Linked DNA regions of Gossypium hirsutum: region 2 is linked to region 1. The links are chromatin contacts, called in public Hi-C maps. All regions are on one chromosome and are shown on one strand. The core of a region is the stretch at or near the end of the contact, and the rest is flanking DNA. Distances in the headings are between cores, read along the strand shown. Region 1 has its middle 7.9 kb from the start of LOC107891602. Region 2 has its middle 8.5 kb from the start of LOC121221539.

Evidence for each region. Hi-C and Micro-C count contacts between places; a contact is called where the count stands out from the background.
Region 2: a contact with region 1 is called in a Hi-C map of leaf, with 2.2 times the contacts expected there. The contact joins two enhancer-like sites. A contact is called at or near these places in 2 of 34 Hi-C or Micro-C datasets (both in leaf).

What each region holds. Positions count from the first base shown.
Region 1 is chrD09:36,821,115-36,826,512 of Gossypium_hirsutum_v2.1, forward strand. No RefSeq gene overlaps it. Among protein-coding and RNA genes, the nearest start is that of LOC107891602, 7.9 kb to the left of the region's middle. Within about 2 kb of position 2,252, at least 3 of the 9 cell types and tissues checked have an H3K27ac peak or open chromatin away from gene starts, as enhancers often do. A contact at or near this core is called in leaf, where this site is marked.
Region 2 is chrD09:36,900,093-36,905,490 of Gossypium_hirsutum_v2.1, forward strand. It overlaps the pseudogene LOC107891605. Among protein-coding and RNA genes, the nearest start is that of LOC121221539, 8.5 kb to the right of the region's middle. Within about 2 kb of position 2,794, at least 3 of the 9 cell types and tissues checked have an H3K27ac peak or open chromatin away from gene starts, as enhancers often do. A contact at or near this core is called in leaf, where this site is marked.

The sequences.
Region 1 (5,398 bases), core at 1,002-3,501:
TACATAAGTCCATAACATCCAAAACTAATAACTCAACCTAAATATTCTTCATCTTTTCTCAAAATAACTTAATTTATTACAAGAGAAATACAAATAAAAAGGAAATGAAAATGAGAGTTTTGCATTACCATGCCTGAGGGCTTGTAAATGAATTTCCTAAAAAATAAGAAAGTGTAGCGATAACAAAATCCAAACTGCTCGATGAGTTTCGTATTTTTCTTTGAAAAGTAGATGTGATGCAAGATAAGTGTTTTTTTTTTCAAATAGTGGGTATGGAACGGTTGTGATAATTTCCTACTCCATCCCGACCTGCTTCACTATATAAAATTACCGTTTTATCTTTGTGTATATAAACTATTAAAAGGGTAAACATATAATAACATAATATGGAAAAGAACTATCTATATTTTATGTTTAATTTTTTTGAAGAATTGCGTTTAAATAAGTAGCAAAAATTAAATTAAAACGGAGCGGGGTGAAGTAGGGATAGATGCATCCAACATCCATAGAGGTGATAATAGTTTTCAAGATTATACATCCATAATAGAGCGCAGGGCGAGTGGTGGAGTAAAACATGCCAACCGTGAAGCAATGATGGATTTAACAATATCCACTTCTGCCCCTCCATTATCATCCTTAAACTTTTCATAAAATGAAAAGTTCCTAAAATATATTCCAAAATGATGAGAAATGATTCCAAAAATGAAAGTTTACCAAAAAGGTTTCGAAAAATAGAAAATCACTTAACAAGTTAAAAAAAATTCCAGCTGATTGAGTTTTAGTTCAATTGGCATTAGCATTGTTGCCAATGCAGGAGGACATGGATTCAAGCACGCTCAATTAGTGATGTGGCATGCACACATCAACAAGTTTTTTTACAATTGGACAAGTGTTATATTGTTTTTTTTTGTCTATTTTAAATATACAAAAAAATGACATTATTATATGTTCAAAATAAAAATAAGTGACGCCAAATTTCTTGAAAGAATAAACCAAAAAAATGTTGGTCACAGTAGAAAAAGTAAGCATTTCAAAAAGTCAAAATATAAAATTATAGTATAGGGACCAAATTTTAAAAGAAACATAGTATAGGGATCTTCTATAGAATTTATCCTTTAAAAGTTAAAGCCCTTATGTTTGGACATTTTCGGTCAGCTTGAAAGCATGACCAAAGGGTTGGGCCTAATATTAGGAGATGCTCTTTTTCAGCTGAAATCAGCTTTCATAAGGCCCACTCTACGCCCAAGGGTTAACTTAAAAGGACTTTTCTGAGGCTACTTGGACCGTCATCATTTGTACATATTTATTTTTTCATTAAGTGACAGTTTGAAGTGTTTAAGGAGGAAGTTAGGTCGGGGTCATGTTATTCCATATCATAAATATGATGTATGATTATTTAAGTACATATTTCTCTATTTTTAAAAATAATAATGATCTCATATAATATTTAATAATGACATGATATCTTTTTACTATCATTATATATTTTCTATTAAAATTTTAAGCATAAATAGCTTAGTATAGTTAGTATATTATATTAATTTTTATATGATATAAAATACATTAAACAAAAAAGAAGAAAAAAAAACATATAATAAATTTGAAAACGATTAAAGAAGAATTAAGTTTTTCGAGCTTTAAATATTAGAACTTTAACTCAATTCATTTCTTAAATAGGTCTAATGTTTTATCCGAATTTTTTTTTGACTTAACATTTTTATCCAAATCCTTTAAAATATTAAAGGAATTGAACCGATAACTCGGTCCCTTGATAAGTTTAAATTTAAGTAAGAAGTGATTAATTTTCTTCTCTTTTTATTTGAATTAAACATTCATTTTATTGTTTTAAACGTGAATGCATAAACAAGAAGCAGGAGTGGTATAGAAGTTGATGGAAAATGAATTCATATTGATAATTCCAATTTATGGTTTTTCAAAGATGTCTTTATATAAAGATAAGATGTTTGTTGGAAAGTAATCATGGTCTTCCACTTGAATAAAATTATGTTACTTGTTTAGCTTCATACTCATCATATCTGTTTTTTTTTATATAATATTTAGAATTACTCATAGTCGCTCATCAACCCATACATAGGAAGACAATATGCTTCAGTGCACTCAAACCCACGTCTTACTGTATTAATAATAATACTTACATTAATTAAATTAAGATTCAATCCAACACTCAAACAATACATATAGTGGGGAAGGAAATGAAAAGCCACAATAATTGTAGGAGTTTGAGATTAGGGATAATTGAGAGAAAAAAAGGGAGTGGTGGATAGGGAATAGGGATAAGATATATGGAGCAATGTCTGGTCGTCGCATCTTCCAAGAAAAACCCATCCTTCATAATCAAACTCTTTTGGTGATTAAGATCAAACATAACGTGCTATTCCTTCTTTCTTATTATATTTTGATATGGACCACCATCGGCATCGCCTTCTCAGTTTCAACCTTTTCTTGCTTCTTAATGTAGGAATAAGTCAAATTTATAATATCTAAGTAATTTATAATTATGTCATGAGAATAACTACATTAAAAAGATAATATTTAAGAAATATTTGAAAAGTAATTGAAAGCAATCAAAATATGGACACTAATTTAGACATAAGTAGAATGAGAAACCAAAATTGTTAAGATTAATCAGTAGTAATAATAGGAATAAAAATAGGAGAAAATTTGTTAGATAATGTGTTTATTATTATTATTAATATTTTAATACCTAATATGTTAATGTAGTGTGGCCGCGCGCAAAGCAGATGGACAAATGAAATTGATAAGAGAGAAATGCTTCAAAACTTATATGGAATGGTAGACAGGGATCTCTATTTGGACCTTACCTACCCAACAATTCTTTTTTTTATTATTATTATTATTAAAATATTATTGCGTCATTGTCAATCCATATAATTTTTAGGAATAAAATATTATTAGCACTTAACTCACTCAAGTGATATCAATGAGAATGTATTATTTGGCCAAAACTTTGACATTTCAATATTCATTAGGACTTGTGTAATTACTTCAATTATGGTATCAACTTGAAAACTCATTAGGAAAAAGAAAGTGTTGTTAATCTTCTTTCTCCTCAATAATTGAACACACCTTTCTTTTTTTAATGTATATACTTCTTTGCTCTCTTCACCAACCTTGTCCACTACATCTGTTTCAGCCTTTTACTTTAGGCTTCTCCATAGGATCCTTTGTTTCTTCAACCCTAGGCACCTCTCAATAGTTTGGTTGTTATGATCATGCAAATAGTGTATATCAATTCCGCTCAAAAATAAATATTTCTTTTGAGTACATAATATCATTGTTAAATAATAATTACAGTGAAATAAATCTGTTAAGAAGTATTTCGAGGATCAAACCTATAAAAAAATATCACATACGGTATCAACTAATTGCTTGACTCACTAATTAATCTAAGCTGCTAATATAAGTAAGAAGATAGTTAAATAATGCAAACATCAACCACTAGGCAAAACAATAAAAATACAAAACTACTATCCAACCTTAAGTCAGTACGATAATGGTTAAGGATATCCTTCAGTTAATGACAATTAATAGCTCAATTCAAATTCAACTAAATCTAGGATTAATGATATGGATGCATCTCTAAATTTAGACCAAGTGCTAAAAGAACAAGTGTCATTGCCACATTTTTGCCCAACACCTCCAATTAGTTTAACGGTTTAATAACCTTGTACTAAGTGTAAATGTGATCTTTAGATATCTTTTTTACCTGAAACTACTCTTGGGTAATTTTTGGACAAGATAGATAAGATCAACCTACTTTCCTTTTAGAATTTCTATTAACCTAGTTGTTACTAAGAATGAATGCATAAACACAAATAAGAAAATTAAATTGCAGTCTTATTGCTAAAGCCACTTTTATTCATATTTGAATTATTGCACTCTTAACTTAGGAAATTCAACTCAATGTAAATTGGCAAACAACATAAAATATATCTAATCCAAGTATGACAATAAAAAATTAAATAAAACTAAGAAAATTTGATAATAAATAATCTCCAAATTGTTATTGCAATTCACAAGAAAATTGAGAGTTGAATATATAAACCACTACAAAACTCAAAGCTAATTAAGAAAACCTAATTAGATGTCTCAAAGAGTTCTCAAAAGCCTCCTTGTTTCTGCTAATTACAACCCTAATTTATCTACTTAACCCCAAAATGTTTAGGCTTAAGCTAATGATAAAAATTCATCAAGCATTGAGCATCTAAAGAAAACAAGGGTATGATTAGAGCTATAAGCTCATTGGGCAAGAATATTCAAACAAATGATAAGGTTAAACAAGGAAAAAAAAAACCTTATACATTCCCTTGTTGACACGTGCAGCACGATGGATGCTTTTTTTCTTCTTCTTCTTTTTTAATAAAATGGTTAAATTTCAATTTTATTCTTTTTATTATGCTTAATTAAATTTGAAATTTAATCTATATACTTTAATTTCTAACTTGATCTTTATATTTTTATAGTATTATTAATTACTTCAAATAGTTAATATTGTTAACTTTTTAATTAAGATGTTAGGATTTGTAATGTTATTAATTATTTCAAATACTTACCTTTTTATATCTTAAAGACTAACACATGATTTCTCATTTCTTTTGGCTTTTTTTTTCTTTTTTACATTATAGAAAAATGCTTAAATTTCAATTTTGACCCCTATACTATTATAGAACTTGAGATTTGATCTATATAATTTAATTTTTGACATAATTTGACCCCTCTACTTTTATAATGTCATTAGTTACCCTAAATAGTTAATATTGTTAACTATTTCAATCAAAAGGCTCATACAAATTTTTCTTAAGAATAATAATATTTCAATTAATGATAGATTCGAATGAATGTTTTTAAGAAAATAATTCACAACAATATTTTCAATATTATTTTTATTGTTACATAAATATGAAGTAAATAAACTTTAATTTTAAAAGTAATATTAATTAAGCTTTTAAATTAAAAAAATAAAAGACGTAAAATCTTAAAAATAAAAATAAATCAAATACTTAAAACTTATTTAACTTTCCACAAATAAATGAATGGACAATTATAGTAGTGAAACTTTAAAGGAAGCTCCATTTGATTCAATTTGGAAGAACACAAATAGCAAAAAGAGTTGTTGTAAAAATGTTGAAGAATATGCAGAAGATAAGATTGAGAAGCTTGGAATTTATCCATTCATGGATGACACAACGCTGACAACGATAACAAGGGGAATTGTATGAAGAAACGTGGAAAGGGCGTTTGGCACTGCAATGATAAGCACAGTTTGTTTTGGGATGACAACCACAAGGTCTCTTTATCTTTTCAATTATTTAAACTCATTACTCCCATGCAACCCTTTTTCTTTTTTAATTTATTA
Region 2 (5,398 bases), core at 1,544-4,043, 80 kb after region 1:
TGTAAGTCTAATTAGATTACAAACTAACAACTGGATGTCTGATAGAAATATAGTTCATAAATGCATCCAAAATCCTTCACAGGAGTAGTTGCAATTGTTCAGTAAGGAGTATAGGGAGCAGGAGGTTGAAACTATTAGGCTTTATCACCTTTTTTTCTAGAGGAAATTATTGGAAAAAAGAACATGGTATTTCCTTTCTTGATGAATTACTGTGCTAATGATGAATTTATTTTGGGGGAAACTTCTAATGGCATCTTTTTAATTAAGTCAGCTTATGAGATTCAAGTGAATAGAAAAAGATTTGCTTAGCTTGATGGCAAAGCTAATATGGAAAGTTCTTTAACATTCGAAGATCCAAACTTCTATCTGGTTAACTTGGAAAAGTAGAATTACGAGTAATTCAAATAGAAAGATAAGGTAACTTATCATGATTGATTCGTGGGAAAATATTGTGTGATCTATTTTTTCCTTAAATTATGGAACATTAACTATGCTTAATTTGAGTAGTATTGATGGCATAGATTGAAGTACATAATTTTTATATACTTAGGTTGAAGTTTCATCATGTACAATTGTTATGTGTGGATCTTCAATTCCACTATATACTATTGCTATGTGTTAATTTTAGTTTAATATGTTTATATTTTTTATTGATTTTGATTATGCTTTATAGCTGCTTAAGTATGAATTATTATGGATATATTTATAAACTCTAAAATAACTATACCCAATTTAGTTTATAAAAAAACAAAGCTGAAATTGGGAAATAAAAATACAAGATAAATTTCATTTTGAGGATGGTACAACTTTTGCTTTATTACCTTATTTTTGTTTGATTAGTTGTCTTTATTTTGGGCATAATTTCTTTGCTTTTCTTTTTTTTTTTTCAAATTTATAAACCCAATAATTGTGGGATCAATCATAAAAATTCACCATGGATCTCAATCCAATTCACTTTAAGTAAAAATCCAATTATTTATTAATAAAAAGAAACCTATTCACTTTAACATAATTCACTCCAATTATTAATAATAAAAAAAACGAATAGACCAAAATGACATGACAATATACAATAATTTTTTGGATGATGAGTAAAACAAAGTTTTTATATATATTTCGAAACATTGAAACGTTAAATTAATGGTGAAAATTATTTTTTATGGACAAATTATAAAAAAAGTTACTCAATTATACCTTTCGTTTTATTTTGGCCACCTAATTATTAATTTTTTCAATTTAATCACTAAATTTTTCGAAATTAAATATTTTAATTGCTTTGAGTTTATGTGGGCTTTTCTTTATTAGTCTAGTAACAAATTTAACCCTCTAATGTTTACATATTCTATCAAATTGATCCTAAATATAAAAACTTCAATAAATTTAGTCCTCAATGTTTACAAATTTTGTCATTTTAGTTGTAATTCTAAAAAAATTCAATAAATTTGGCCCTTAGTATTTACAAAATTTTTCAATTTAGTCCTAACTCTAAAATTTAAAAAAATATTTAAAAATGTTTTCATTTTTAGTCCTTTATAACCCAACTCACCCATGTGAGATATTAAAATAAGAAAAGAAAAACCCCTTTTTCAAGTCACTTGCAACAATTTCTTATACTATAATTTAGGCTTCACATTGGACCAAACCAATTGATTTGGAACCTATCTAGAATAACTGGTTGCATTACTACTCAAATAGGTAACGTTTTTAATGCCATTGTTTTTTTGTCGGATCTTAAATTTTTGTGTTTTGTCCCAACTTTTTAGAGTTATTTTGCAAGTGACTTGAAAGAGGGTACTCTTTTTCTTATTTTAATATCTCACATGGATTAGTCAATAGGTTATAAAAGGCTAAAAATGATTTTTTTAAAATGTCTTTTTTAATTTTTAGAGTTAGGACTAAATTGACAGGTTTTGTAAATGTTAATGGCCAAAATTATTGAATTTTTAAAAAATTAGAACTAAAATGATAAATTTTGTAAACGTTGAGGGTTAAATTTGTTGAATTTTTTATATTCAGGATCAAATTGATAGAATTTGTAAATATTAGAAGGCTAAATTTGTTATTAAACTGATAAAAAAGAGCTCACGTCGGCCTAATGTAACTAAAATATTTAATTTCGAAAAGTTTAATGACTAAATCAAAAAAATTAATAGTTGGTGACTATTTTTATAGTTTACTTATAAAAAAATAATTTTCCGTATGAATTTGACATTCCAAATCCATTTAACAGATAAATTTTAATAGAAGGACTAATTGACACGTTTCGAAATGTATAAAGATTAATTACTCAATTTTTCGGTAAAAGGGCCGAAATACAATCCAGACATAAATACAAGAACTACCCTAGTACTTTCACTCATCATCCCAACAATTATTCAGAAAGAGGTGAAGGAATCATGGCGTATGAATAAGAAGAATAAAACAACATGAGGAATAGTTAAAAACTTTAGAAAATTGTAGAAATTGCTGCTCTTGGGAGGAGAATAGGGATGGGATGGGATGGGATGGGATGGCAGTGAATCATGTGTTCCTAATCTATGTAAAATTTGAGTTTATTTATTATTATTCATATTACATTAAATTAAAAATACAAAAGATTCATATAATGAATATTTGAATATCACAAATGTCTGAATTGACCTTATCTATCGTCATTCTTAGCTGAGTAAGAAGAAATATGATCGTGAATGGAAAAATGTTACTTGTTTGACTATCGGAGCCAGCGCAATTTCCGAGAGTCATTTCCAAAAACAGGAAAAGTTTTTGACAATGGAGGGGTGATGATGAGTCAGCAATGGAAGTGGATAAAGCCCCGTTAGTGATGGGACGAAACCAAGTAAGAACACGTGGCCTGATGGGAGAGGTGGGCCCGAGGAAGCGACGAAACATCGCCGTTTGAAAGGTGCCCCAGACATTTTGCAACTATTTATAGGTTGTGATGGATATTTGAAAACACAACAACGTGTTTGCCTTCCCCCTTTTACACTCCCCCACTCTTTCCTCTCCTCTTTACTTCCCCCTTCACATATATCTTCCTTTTCATCTTCTTCCTCTTTCTTTTTCTTCAAATACTGCCCTCTAATTTTCTCTACTTCTTGTTAAAAAGAAAGGTGTTTTGGGAGTGTTTAATTATTGAAACAAAATGTGTGGGATTTTAGCTGTTTTGGGTTGTTCTGATGATTCTCAGGCAAAAAGGGTTCGAGTGCTGGAACTTTCCCGCAGGCAATTCATCTTTCTTTTTTCTTTTTTGCTAATTTTGATGTTTGTGTCTTTAAAATGGTTGCATAACATTTCTCCAATAGGTTTAGACAATGACAAAGTGTTTTTATGGTTTGTTGCTGTCAAAGATCAGCGAAAAAAAAAGACAGGGTTCGGGTGAAATTTAACAACCTTAAAACTTGGTCTTGAATTCTTGGTCATCTTTAAGCTATATCGGGTGTTTTGAAGCAGAGATACTCTGCAACTTGAAAACGATATAAAGGGACATAAGCAAAAAAAAGTGGCAGAGTCCATGTTTCAAGATGCTAGTTCAAGCAGCTCATGAACATAAAAGACTAATAAATTGAATTGAATTTATTGGTTAATGAGTTAGTGATTGTCCACGTTGATGATGGTTTACCAACAGGCTCAAGCACCGTGGTCCTGACTGGAGTGGCCTCTACCAACATGGAGACTGTTATTTGGCCCATCAACGCCTCGCCATCATTGATCCTGCTTCTGGTGACCAACCTCTCTTTAATGAAGACAAGTCTGTTGTTGTCACTGTAAGTCTCTCTCTCTTTGCTTCTTTTTATTTAATATTTCTCCAGTTCCACCCTATGGCCACTCATTTAACTTTTTCAACACTTGAGGACTGCCTAATTGGTCAATTCTGTGCTGAAAACTAGGTGAATGGAGAGATTTACAACCATGAAGAACTGAGGAAGAAGTTGGCCAACCACAAGTTCAGGACTGGCAGTGACTGTGATGTTATTGCCCATCTGGTGAGTCTCCATGGATAGAGCTAATTTTTTTGGTCTGAAGTTTCTATTTTGTTTTGTGAATGATTGCCTAATAAGTACTTGACCTATATGATAGTATGAGGAGTATGGTGAAGACTTTGTGGATATGTTGGATGGAATCTTCTCATTTGTGCTGCTGGATACCCGTGACAACAGCTTCATCGTTGCACGCGATGCTATCGGTGTCACCTCCCTCTATATTGGCTGGGGACTTGATGGTATTAAATCTAGGTTTTTTTTTCTCAGTTGCAAGTAATTTGGGTTGAAACTGGTTTTTGCTAATTTAATTTCTACTTCTTATAACCAGGTTCGGTTTGGATATCGTCGGAATTGAAAGGGTTGAATGATGACTGTGAACACTTTGAAAGCTTTCCCCCTGGTCACTTGTACTCTAGCAAATCAGGAGGATTTAGAAGGTGGTACAATCCACCTTGGTTCTCTGAGGCCATTCCATCGGTTCCATATGATCCCCTAGTACTTAGACGTGCCTTTGAAAATGTAAAACTGATTACTTGCCGCCCAAGAAGCACTTTATGCTTTTGGACTAAAGAAATAAATATATTTTTTCTGTAGTTTTGGCTTACGGGTTGTATCAAATATGTTTACTGGCGGTGACCGAAAGACTGATGACTGATGTGCCTTTCGGAGTTTTGCTATCTGGAGGACTTGATTCATCATTGGTTGCTTCTATCACTGCTCGGTATTTAGCTGGTACCAAGGCTGCCAAACATTGGGGAGCTCAGCTCCATTATTTCTGCGTTGGCCTAGAGGTAAGTTGTAAAGTATAAGGATGAACCCTTAAAGCTCTAGAGGATTTGAATGATTCTTAAAACTTGATTGTCAATTTCTCTGCAGGGTTCACCAGATTTGAAGGCAGCAAGGGAGGTTGCAGACTATCTGGGAACAGTCCATCATGAATTTCATTTCACTGTTCAAGTATTGACTCGACATTTTTGTAGCAGTTTCTATTCAAGAATTTAGGGCTTAATAAACCTGTAACAAGCTAGACTGCTCTCTAATTTGGCAGGACGGAATCGATGCCATTGAAGATGTCATCTACCACATCGAAACATATGATGTCACCACGATCAGGGCAAGCACTCCTATGTTCCTGATGTCAAGAAAGATCAAGTCACTAGGTGTGAAGATGGTTATTTCTGGTGAAGGCTCCGATGAGATATTTGGTGGATACCTGTACTTCCACTAGGCACCAAATAAGGATGAATTCCACCGGGAGACATGCCGCAAGGTAATAGATCATCTTATTCAGCACTTCACTTATGAGTAGGGGAGTTGGAACATAAGGATATTAACGAAAACTGGTCTGTTCTGATACCTTTTTATGCAGATCAAGGCCCTTCACCAATATGATTGCCTGAGAGCTAACAAAGCAACAT